2 separate regions of the Mus musculus genome follow, and region 2 is linked to region 1. The links are chromatin contacts, called in public HiChIP or PLAC-seq maps. All regions are on one chromosome and are shown on one strand. The core of a region is the stretch at or near the end of the contact, and the rest is flanking DNA. Distances in the headings are between cores, read along the strand shown. Region 1 has its middle 17 kb from the start of Camk1g. Region 2 has its middle 260 kb from the start of 4930503O07Rik.

The links. HiChIP or PLAC-seq counts read pairs in DNA pulled down with a chosen protein or histone mark.
Region 2: a FOXA1 HiChIP or PLAC-seq map of pancreatic cancer cells shows a contact between it and region 1. The contact joins two enhancer-like sites. A contact is called at or near these places in 1 of 39 promoter capture datasets (embryonic stem cells), 3 of 484 Hi-C or Micro-C datasets (the HL-1 cell line, adipose-derived mesenchymal stem cells and myocytes) and 1 of 115 datasets of contacts at active chromatin or transcription factors (pancreatic cancer cells).

Annotation. Positions count from the first base shown.
Region 1 is chr1:193,384,244-193,390,386 of GRCm38.p6, forward strand. No RefSeq gene overlaps it. Among named protein-coding and RNA genes, the nearest start is that of Camk1g, 17 kb to the left of the region's middle. Within about 2 kb of position 1,963, at least 29 of the 459 cell types and tissues checked have an H3K27ac peak or open chromatin away from gene starts, as enhancers often do. A contact at or near this core is called in pancreatic cancer cells, where this site is marked.
Region 2 is chr1:193,963,400-193,969,670 of GRCm38.p6, forward strand. No RefSeq gene overlaps it. Among named protein-coding and RNA genes, the nearest start is that of 4930503O07Rik, 260 kb to the right of the region's middle. Within about 2 kb of position 3,967, at least 17 of the 459 cell types and tissues checked have an H3K27ac peak or open chromatin away from gene starts, as enhancers often do. A contact at or near this core is called in pancreatic cancer cells, where this site is marked.

The sequences.
Region 1 (6,143 bases), core at 713-3,212:
ACTTACCATACAAGGTTGTTTTGAAAGTTAAAACAATACTGAGCACTATTATTAGAAAAGAATAAGCAATAGCTGTCACCTGTAAACATCACCATCATCATCATCACCACCACCACCATCATCACCATCAGAAAATCATCATCATCACCTTAATCATCGCCCTCATCATCTTAACCATCATCATCACTACCATGACTCTCACCATGATCACCATCACGACCACCATCACTACCATTATCATCGACATGAGGCTATGAATCTTTGTGAGAAAACAGATATGAAGAAGTGTGGTGAACAGCCTGTGTCCACCACTGTCCACTTCATCCCTCCCATCAGCACTGAGGGCTCCCACCTGGAGGGTGGACAGTATTGTGCTCATCACTGTGGGCAGGGGATTGCGGTTTGGTGTGACTTCTGCTGGAGACATTAAATATCCCCATAGGATTGGTCACAGGATAGCTAGAAGCCGCCACTGTGAGGAGCCCGACATCTGTTGGCTCGGATTCTCTGGTGTCTGTGTGGAGCAGAGTTACACTGCTGAGGTCGAGTCAGAAGTCAAATTTTCTACAAATACCTCACAAGTTTTTGATCCATCTCAAGTTTGAGAGTGAAAGAGACAGACAGATTGGCAGGGAGTCCTCTTGTCTCAGGTGCCCTATTAAGAGACCTGCATGCACGCAGGCCGGTACTGTTTAAAGCCCGGTGTTCTTCTATACTTCTTCCCATTGGTAAAGAGATTCAGTATCAGTTTACTTGGAATATTTGGCAACCATTTCCTGAAATTGAACATACCACCTGGACATCTGATCAGTAACCGTTAAAGGATGAATCATGTAGCCGGGAAAGACAGTTCAGTGAGTAAGAGTGCTCGACGTGCAAATGTGAGTTCCTGATTTCAGATCCCAGCACCAAGGGGAAGAGCTGAACAAGGCCACCTGTGTGCCTCTAACCCTATGCTGGGGGATGGGGTGGCAGAGACAGGAGGATTACAGGGGTTCACTGGCCACTGGCCTAGTTAACAAACAAAAGCTACAAAACCCATACCCAATACCACATCTTCCTCTGGCCTTAGTGTGAGTATGGGTAGGTACACTCATCCTTGCAACACACACACAGATGCACAGGCTCACATACGCATGCACACACACACACACATGCAGATGTGCATGCTCACATGCACACACACATGCATACACACATGCAGATGCGCATGCTCACATACACACAATGCAGATGCGCATGCTCACATACACATGCATACACACACAGAGATGCACATTCTCACATACACATGCATACACACACATGCAGATGTGCATGCTCACACACACATGCACACACACAGAGATGCACATTCTCATATACACACGCATACACACACATGCAGATGCACATGCTCATATACATACATACACACACGCAGATGCACACGCTCACACACATGCATACACACAGAGATGCACATTTTCACATGCACATGCATACACACACGCAGATGCACACGCTCACATATGCATGCATACACACATGCATACATACACACATGCTGATGCACATGTTCACATACACGTGCATACACACACAGATGCGCATGCCCACATTCACACACATGCAGATGCACATGCCCACATGCACATGCATACACACACACAGAGGGAGAAATGTTTCTAGTTGCTGATGTGTCTGAGTCATTGGCTCATTGCATACTAGTTCACTCCTTGCTTTATCATTGGTCTTAACCCCAAGTCTTAACCCCTGTTTCACCAAGGCAGCTTGGAGCTTTGCTCCACACATATCCCTAGGTCTGTGTTTCCCCAGCAGAGACTCAGCAAACAGCTATTAGAAGACAATGAAGCAGCAAAGACACTGGCTGGCCTGGCACGTTGTCTGGGCTCTGCTGGTCCCAGATGGCGCTCTTTACAGTGTCTGTAAAGTCCTAGGAAATCTGAACAGATTGCTACAACAAAGTGGGGCAAAGGGGAGACAAAGGACAAGGCTGAGAGGAAACAAGTTAACTCAAGCCCTTTGCTGGGCAGAGCGGCTTCAGAGACATGACAACCTGTGGTCAGTAGAGGGCAGTGTTGCCTCAGCGACTATTTTAATAACCACTTGGCCAGGCTCCAGCTGGCTCTCCAGAGCTTTGGCAGGATTGCTGGAATGGACAGAGGCCAGCCGGTCTGTCCATTTGAACAAAAGCAATAAAGAAGATAGACACCTGTGTACTTACCGTCTACATCCCATATTTCCTGTATAAAGCTTTGGCTTTTCTGTCTATCCTTCCTGCTGCTGGGGAGCCCACCCACCTTGGTGGCCACAGCAAGCGATGGGATCTTTGTTTAGTAAAGTATCTCTTTCTTTCTGCACTGTTTTGATTTTAGCTTCTGAGAAAGGGTTTAACTAGATAGCCAAGGCTGTCCTGGAACTTGTGACCCTTCAGGGTCTCCCTGGAGTGCTGGGATTGATTGCAGGGTGCCTCACTGTACCTGGCAGCATCTTTCTGGATGCCCATTATATTCTTGCTGTGAAGATGTGTCCTCCAAGCTTCTGCCTCACTGGCCCTTTCCTTCCTGGCCTCTCCATCTCCCATGTACCTCCCTCTCTGCTCTGCCTCCATATCTGCATGAGAGTGGGTGGTCTGGCTTGTGGGACCAGGTACAAAGCAATAAGGAGAGAGAAGATATGTCCTGTAGGAGCTTCCCATCTCAGGGGGACAAACTCACAGTAGCAGCACCCAGAGGAGCAGAATGGAAGAGTCTCTGCCACACTATGACCAGAGGATGAAGGCAGCTTGGCACAAGGCTCTGCTATTCTCCAGGATTTCCTTAGAGCTTTCTAGAAAACATCTCCTGCACATATCCAAACATCCTGCAAGTATTTCCAAGAGCCATTTCTTTGGTTGTCCTATTTGAGGTTCCTCAGCCCCTCCAAGATGTCTCAGTGATGCCAGACATGGTCCTCCACTTGGGAGGCAAACATCTAAGGCTCTGGGACTTGGTGATGAGCTCTGCAAACACTTGGTTTAACCAGATGCAGGGTGCCCCCTTCCAGGAAGGAGGCCATTTTCTACCACTAGGTTTCTAGAAGCCAGCATGTAGATATGGAAGCAGAGAGGACTGCCACTAGCCAGGCTATGTTGGCATTAGGAGATTAATGAGGCTGCTTCGATGAGGAATGTCTCTTCAGCCAACTGCTGGCAATTAGTCAGAGCTGAGCCTGCTGTGTTCCAGTCTGTCAGCTGGGTCCTGGAGAGAAACACCTCAACAATGGGCTGGCTCAGAAGGAAGGGGACCGGAGCTCAACCCTTACCTCAAGGTAGCAGTATGGGTCTGCACTGACCTTGAACTAAGCCTTCTCAGAACTACCAACCTGACACTGTTTGGAGGAACATCAGATGCTGTCTTTCTGACCTCCCTGCCTTTTCTTGGGGCCACAGTAGGGCTTTTAGAAGATCTCTGTGTTCATGGATCACTTTGAGACTTTGCTCCCAGACCTCCCAGAAGATTGACTATTGGCACTGCTAGACCAGGGACCACTTTGAATAGCAAGGATCTTAGTAGGGAGAGAGGAGGGAGGGAGGAAGAGAAAAAGAGGAATAGAGAGAAAGAGAAAAGGTAGACATATTGTATGTTTTATAAGTGTATTTACATATGTGTGTGTATATGAGTATGTGTGTGTATATATATGAGTGAATGTGTATGTATATATGTGTGAGTGTGTATGAGTGTATGTATGAGTATGTGTGTTTGTGTATGAGTGAGTATGTGTGAGTGTGTGTGAATGTGTGTGTGTGTGCTGGTCCTTCTTTCTCTGTAGAATAGGAATTTCCATTCTTCCTTCTCTGTCTATGAAGTGATGATAAGGACAGGATAGTTAGCACTAGTGTGTGTGTGTGTGTGTGTGTGTGTGTGTGTGTGTAGTCAGGGGTGGGGGTGGACATCATAGAACCTGGGCCTGGGACAGCTTCCTGAATCGCAGGCTATCATGAGGATGGTCCAAAGTGTCCTGAGGGGCAGCGCTGGAGAATCCCCATTTCAGGAAGGCCATGGGGCCTGGTGCTTGCAGCGTTCCCTCCCTGCCACTGAGCTGAGCCCTCATTGGCTCCTTCCCATACTTGCTCTCCTCGAAAGCCTGTCCCTGCTTCCAATCCTCCTTCTGTTACTCCTGCACCTGGTGTGACATGTGGTCATGTTTCTCAAAGTGGAAACTGAGACATCCCTAGCACTGTGCAGGTGATTTGGAACAAGGACATTGGGCTTTTTCTGCACATCTGTCTACAGGCAGAGTCCTGGTCCTCAGTCTGGGTTAGACTGCTGCTCTGAGACAGTCAGCCAGGGTCAACGTGCTGTTTAGCATCCAGATGTTTAGAAATGTCCAGACGGAGTATTTAATGTTTGTGGTTGTTTGTCTGTGTGCACGTGGACACCCGTTAGTGAAAACAAACAGATGGATAAAGAAAGCCTGCATGAGTTATTGAGCATATTGTCTTTATCACACACGGACAGACTTTCTTTTGTTCTTTCCTTCTTCCTGTTGGCATTATTGTGATGATATGCTCTGTAGAGTTGACATAAGCCAGCACTGGCCACACTGTCTGCCCACTCTCCTCAGAGGCTCTTCCGTGGAAACAGTAACTCAGCATAGCTTTCTGGAGCCACAACGTCGGTCATGGTGAACAGAGTCCCAGTCCTCCTCACAGGTCCATCCCCACGCCTACCTACTCACCTACCCACCCTCCCCTCTTCTTTTTACCCCTCCTCTTCTCTCCCTCTCTCCCCTCCTGGGGCCACAGCAGATGCACATTCAGGCACAGATGCAGCAGAAAGCATCTTTTCACAACCCATGCACCCTGTACTGTGGTGGCCCCCTGGTCTTCACCTGTTCTGGCTTAGTTCCCTGGGTGAGTCGGGTGGATACCTGGCTGTAAAGTTGCAGCTGTATGGACCCTGTTTTGTGTGCTTTCCCCTGGACCCTCTCTGGATAATCTCACCTTCCTTCCTGGCTTTATATTCCCCTCACTTCCTTCCCAGGGTGGGAGCGGTGCCTCCTGGGCTCTCTAGTAAAGGCCATTCCGACAAGCAGATCTCCTTCTCAGACTGAAGTGTGAGGCTGGGCAAGGGGAGCTTTGCATGCAGAAATTTGTGGGTGTCTTTTCCTAATCTTCTGAAACTCTAAATGAGTTTCAGAGTCTCCCCATGGCCTGAGAGATCAGCCATACTCATATGAAGTGAAGTGGCCTACCTCTTCTCTCAGTAAGTCCTTCCTTGTATCCCACCCCAGATGGCAGTGGATGGTCAGGGAAGCAGGCTGTTGGTTTAGCTCCTTTGCAGCCATTCTCCCTCCTGGTGGGAGACAGCAGCCTTGAGAAGGGAAGGGCTGTGGCTTTTGGAGCTTAATTAAACGTATTTACAAAGTCTAGGCCCAGTTAGCCAGGGAGGGACAATGAGACAGAAGCCAGCACTGTACTGTAAGATTAATAAACCAATTAAATAAAGACTGTGGTGGCTTGGTGGCCCCACGGGGGCAGGAGGCAGCGTTGACAGCTGCTCCTTTCTGATGATTGCCACACATTTCAGAGGCCCAGACAGCCTGGGCTTTCCTCATTCTGGGAAAGAATACCCCAGGCTCTTGTCCTGTCTAATCTCTCACATGGCTAGTGAAGTTGTTTGCTCAGCCTGCGGGTTGGATGTCATGTTTAGTCAACTGGCAAGAAGAGAAAACAAAAGTGATTTCCTCCCCTGTAATCAAAAATAAAAACAAAAACGGCAGAAAAAAAAATCCCCCGTGTGGGCCCATTTGTCTTCTCGAGGTGTAACATTCCCATAACAGTGCAGAGGCAGGGCAGGGAATTATGGGGGCTCAGGAAACTGTTTGTCTGACAGGAGCCTCCCTGGGGTACCCATCTTCTGCAGATCGACAGTTTCCTCTTGTCTCTTGTTTTCCTTTCATCACGGCTAATGCCCGGTTCTGCTTCTCCCAGAATGGAATTCCTTCTTCTTGCTGGCATTGTTGTGATGACATGCTCGGTAGAGTTGATACAAACCAGCACTGGCCACACTCTCTGCCCACTCTCCTTAGAGGCTCTTCCGTGGAAAGAACACCATAGTGTAGCTTTCGGGTAACGTCTGTCACGGTGAGCGTATTCC
Region 2 (6,271 bases), core at 2,717-5,216, 580 kb after region 1:
TAAAGATGGTGGTATTACACATGATGAATGGAGCTAAAGGGCTAGCTGGATGAAACTACTATGAACACAGGCAACACAGAAATGGGATGCTAAATGGGCAGGACAGTTCCATACTCATTAGTTTTCAGCCCCTTTCATAAGAAAATAAGACTAAGTTAAGCTATTCAGAGCTGGGCACAGATAAGGCTTCTTTCTGGTAATATTTTCTTTTTTAAGGGCAATGAGATCACACAACAGCAACAACAAGAAAGTCTGAGGAAGAAGATATGGAGCCTGCTATCTGACTCTAAAATGAATTGCTGGGTAAGTTGGTTATCCCCTGAGTAAGGATTTGTTCTTATCAGATGCAATTACCCTAGTTTATAATTCCTTCAGGCATAAATTATTTGAAATGGATTCTATGCCCACATGAGGACAAAACTTTCTTTTAGGCCCAAACTAGAATCCAAACCAATGGTAAAACAGAGCTGCTGATGTGAGCAGGCGTGTGTCTCCTGCCAATACCTACTAGCTTGATTTATTCAACATTCATTATTCAATACAGTCTTATTAAGAACTGACTATGTGCCAAATTGTCTTTCTGCCTGAATATTCAGAAGTTAGTGAATGACAAGATGACATTTTCAAAAACAGAAAGACCTATGGCTTGAGAAATGATGTTTAGCAACACTCGTGGAAGCTAATCCCAAGCTCCAAGAACAAAGTGGGTCATAGGGAGTTATGAGAGCACCAGGTCTCTTAGGCTGTGTGGTGAAGAAACTTCTGGGTCTAGTAAGTAGTATGCCATAATTTTCAGCGCTTGGACAGACAGAAAAATTCTACTTCCACAACACAAAAACAATTGTGTAAGGACACCATGGAAATAATAGAGCCATTGCTAAGCATGTCTAAGTGTCCAAAGACAGAGAGAGGGAAGGGAGAGGAGGGAGGGAGACAAGGAGAGAGGAAAGAAGGGGGATAGGGAGAGAGGAAGAGGGAGATGGAGACAGATGGATACAGCGAGACAGAAAGACAGAGACAAAGACACACAGAGAGACAGGCAGAAACAAAGAGACAGACAGAGACAGTGAGAAATATAGACTAGTAGACACATGAGCTAATGATCTGGTGCTTAGGCTATTTGAAAAATGCAAACATGAGAAGTAGACAATATAGTCCCAGTAGAGAACCCTTGCTAGAGGAGACATTGGGCTCATCAAATTGCTAATCATTATTTGAAGCTGTGATGGTCAGATTGGAGATTTGAGGGTTCTAGCTACTTAGGTTCCCCCCTCAAATTTAAAATTATGCAAGTCTTCCATGCCAAATATTCACTACATCCCCCAAATCAGAAGACACTGTGTCGAGGGGGTAAGGATTAGGATTTATCATCCTCTAGAATGGTTGCCCTTGTAGTTCAATAGAGGACATCAGACTTTCTAAGATTTGTATTCCTCTAAACACCCCTACTCTTCTTCCACTATCTCAGTAGCATCCTCTCATGGTAGTAGAGGTCCAGAATGCTTTTGGGCAAACCAGGACCAGGTGCTATGAGCTTGCCACTCTCTCAGTCTCTCCTTATCTGAAAAGACCAGCTCTCTCTCCAGCTCTATACTTCTGGTTCCAGACCCCCAGCCTACACCAGACAAGGATGGGATAAGTGCAATAGATATCCTCTTATCAAAAGCAGAGCCAGCCAGGCAGTCCATGGACATGGGTCTAGTCTAGACCCATGGAATTTGATTATGCATTCTACAGTGACAAAGATGGTTTTATTAGAGGAAGAAGAATGCCCTCTGCCAGCTGTCAGCATCCAGGCACTTGGAGAGTGGTAAGAGCAATATGAACCTGAGACAGAGATGGTGTGGACACTAAGCCATCCATCTTCTTGCCAGTAGTCCGATAGTAAGAAAGTCACATGATATATTGTGCAATGATTTTCCTCCTATCCCCTCCCAGGTCCCTAGAACTCTTAGAAAAGGTGTGGCTTGATCTCTCTTTGTTGTGGATCCAGGAAACTTCTGAGAGCATGTCTGTCACCCTCATTACCACATCAACCATGGTCCAAGCAGAATTAGAGACTTTGACCTGCTGACCAAGGCAGAGGCAGGTACAGACTTTGACACTGCAATAAAGGGGGGGTCACCACTGCACAGTGAACTCATAGACACCAGAGTAAAGAGGACCTCAACAGATGGCAAATGTTTCATTAAGTTATGACAGTTTGCTTAGAAACTGAGATATAATGTGGCTTTATTCTCAGAAATGGAAAAATGATGCATACCACTCACAAAGTTCTTAACTCAGGCACACACTCTAAGGATATAATGTTGTGGTACATATACTCTAAGGATACGATGGTATGGTAGGCACACAGCATGTATACATGACCAAGTCCTCAGGCCAGTACAATAGAAAACAAAGTCAGGGGAGACTGTGCCAGAGAATACTGGATAGAAAAAAAAAAAACTGATCAAGAGTAATCTGGACCAGGGACTCCATGGTATCTATTACCATGGCTATGATTTCAAAGTGTCAATGTGTGTGTAGGGGAAGGTATGTGTGTATGTATGTAAATGCATATATGTGTGTATATATGTGTGTGTATATTATATATATATGTGTGTGTGTGTGTGTGTATGTGTATTTTTATGTGCAAATATATATGTATAGTGAGAATTTTGGTTTCTTTAAAAACCCAGTTATGTTATGTGAATATGTTTTTGTTTTAATCCCAGGTGGCAGATAAGAAAATGCTTTACAGCAGGTGATTATGACTTGCCTCATGCACTAGCAGAGGTGTGATCTTTGCCAGCTGCAGATAGTTTTATTCTGGGGGCTCTGGAAAGGGTAAAAATAGGAGAGCCCCACGAGGCCTGTGGTGGCTGCTGCTCCTGCTGTTGGTCCCTGCTATTGTGGTTTTTCAAGTGGCTGTAAGCAAAGAGATGAGAAGAAGAAATTGGATATCCTGATGACCAAGATTGGACTGGCCCTAAGTCCCTAATCAGCAGGAAGTGATCTAAAGAGGTCTATATTTTTCCTCTAACCTTCTTTCTTTAGTGCTGGGGATTTGGAAGGGATTGGGGTGAAATCAAGGTTGGGAGGGAGGTAGAGATATAAGAACTCAATAAAATAGTTTTTAAAAACCATTATCATATATGTGTATATTCATGTGTATATGTTTGTGCCTATATATGTGTTTGTATATGCATGTGTATATAAGTATGGTATATAAGTATGTGCATACATATGGGTACAGACACACATAATAGACAAACAGCTCTAATACAATCTCTTACTATGCTGAACAAAGGCATCAGACCAAACAAACAAACAAACAAACAAAAAACAATTTGAAGTTTTTCTTTGAAGAGAGTCATAAATACCCAGCAGAAATGTACTATGCCCTTGTACAGTAAACACTGAGAATAGTGCTGGCACATGTTCTTTTCATGTGTGTTTTATGATTCACTGTCTTCTAGGAGTTGCCACCCTTATAATAAGCCACTCCATGCTTGTTGATTTGAGTGTATGAAACATCAGGATCTTGGAGGAAATCAGATCTGGGAACTTTGTTTTAAGAAGACTGACCTCTGACCTACAGAATAATTCTGTACAACCCGAGTAAGCCATAGTTAAGTTACTCATTCAACAAATACAATAAATAGCTAAGCATAATGTTGGAGACCATCAATCCAGGTTATGTGTATTCAGCTGATTCTCAGAGCCCTGCTGCCCTTCAGTGCAGACCTGCCTTTCCTGTCTCACAGTGTGTATCATGTGTTTAGCTGCTCATCACCTGACCTCATGCACATGTCAACAGAGAAATGAAAACAGGAGCCAACAATGTAATCAGAGAAATGTCTGGTGTGTGTGAAACTCCTTTTCTTCATCTCTTCCTGTACTTGCATCAGGGTCTGTTCATAGCTTGTATTACAGAGTCTCCATGCTGTGTCCAAGTTTAGACTCTTCCAAGGAGGAATTGAGGTTTGAATGAGTCAGGACCTGGGGTTGGGGGGGTGCTTGGAGTGTCAGTCCTGGAAGTTCATGAGTCAGAGGAATAGATGGAAAGGCCTTATGAAGTAATTGGACAAGAATGGCCTCTCTTGAAAAGACTTCTTTGATTTGTCCCCACTTCTCATTTCCCATTTCTTTTTACTAGGTCCAATTATTTCTTGGTTTCCTGGGGTTCCGTCTCAGTCAGCTATACAGCAATGACCCTGTTTGGCATATTTCAATAGGATGCTTCCAGTTGGTGGCATGGTTTTACAGCCGAGAAGGCTCTACCCCCAATCCCCATTGCACTGTACTACCCCCAACCCCCATTGCACTGTACATCACTGTTTGCTTCCTCAGTCTGTGAGTTCAATGCTACCCTGCTGTGTGAAAAATGGAGCTGAGGCCCTGTCACCTAAAGCTACAGCTGATGAAGGTGACTGACAGCCTGGGTCAAAGGCAAATGAGGAAGATAGTCATTTGGATGGTCTTACAGTTGAGGCCACTCATTGTATTTTGGGGGTGGGGGAGCAGGTATAGGATTTTTTTGCTATTTGACTTTTGTTTTGTTTTATTTTTTTTTTCTGAATCTATTTTAATGGTTGTAGCCAACACTCACATAAAGAAAACTGACCATTGAGGGGTTCTGGGTTTATTTTTCAGCTTAGTTGGTCTCTATCATCACCTAGTTCTGACTATTTGGAGCAGCTGTGGAACACACTCCAAGCATGGGGAGAGGGGTTTTCTGCCAAGCAGCTTCGGAGGACTCAGCAAACCACAATCACTGAAGATGTTCCCCAGAAGGCTTTAGGAGTACAAATCTCTTTAATTAAAATGGGAAAAGCCATCATGAATGAAGTGAGAGGAAGTTGGCTGAGAGGGGAGGGGCCAGGGATTGAAGAGAAGAAATAAATATTTCACAAGTGTTTTCAAACACTGGCTGTCCAACACCCAGTGGAAAACGCCACTTGATGGATGATATTTTGGGTTGGAAAGTGAGGCTAATTCAATGTAATGAGAGGTGAATGGGACTTCAGGCCCTTATCCAGCCACAGGAGACCCCTTACAAAAGAGCCTGCTCTTGCAGTCATTAATTTTTTATGAAGTTTAATAGGCCTGAGCCTAGAGACCTTCTGTGGTGTTGATTAGCTTCATATTTCTCTCATTAATGTAGAATCTGATTAGCTCTTATAAAAAGCATTTCATCTCCGGTCCAGGCGTGGCAGCTACATTGTTCCATGTTAGGAATTGTGGTTTGATTCACTTGAGGGAAGAAACATCCTCTGGGTTGAATGCTCCTCTCAGCCACAAGAGGAGAAGTGCATAGGACCAGCTGTTGCAGGAGCCTTGCTGACTGTGGTGAGGGACTCTCAGAAGTTGGACTGTGGTAACTTGATTGGAGGACAGGAGAGCCAATACATGGCAAAGATGATGGAACAGGCATCAGCCAGGGTACCAGTTAGAGCTGAATCAGAGGAGCCAAAACACTGCCTGATGGGAACTAAGGCTGTTTTTATAGAGATGAGTGCTTATGTTACTGTTCAAGCTTACAGCACTGTCTGCTGCCTGGCTTTTGATGTCAGCTACAAAGTTGCTTCAGGCCAGCCAGACCAGCAGACAGAAAAGAAAGCTGTTTATGGATGAGAGAAGAAGGAAACTGGACCCCTCAGAGCAAGTGTGAGCATCTTCTATTTCTTACTGCTGCCAACCTCAGTGTCACAGTTGTCCAGACAGGAATGGCTATCTCCCTTCACCTTCCCTTTATGCTTCACACTAAAGCTGATGAAGGAGATTTGTAGCTTTTCAGGGTGACAAAGACCTGGAGTTAGATGGGCCAGTGGATCAGAGAAGTATGGAGAGACCACCCCAGTGAAAGACCCAACAAACTGATAGACCATCCCAGTGAGGGGCCACCATGGCTATGCTGCCTTGATTAGACTGCAGAGAATGAAAATAGCTGCTCTCTTCCTTCTGCCTTCCAAATCTTAGGATTCCCGAGGTTCACACTAATCAAGAGATATGCAGAGAGATGGATTCTGGAAATTGGCCCAGAATAGCTTACTTGGCACAACACACAGCCAGTCCTGGAGAAAAAAAATCAAATAGAATAGCATGATATCCGTGGCTCCCATGATGTACAGGGAGAGGACTCGTGAGAAGGGGATTCATGAGGATGCAGTATTGAGGGGAATTTAGACTGAAATTTTTGTTCTATTTATCAAGCTTATGAGGTCCCCACAACTCTCCAGGGCCAGAGAAATTTAACCCCAAACAACAAAAGCAGCAGCAGGGGCAA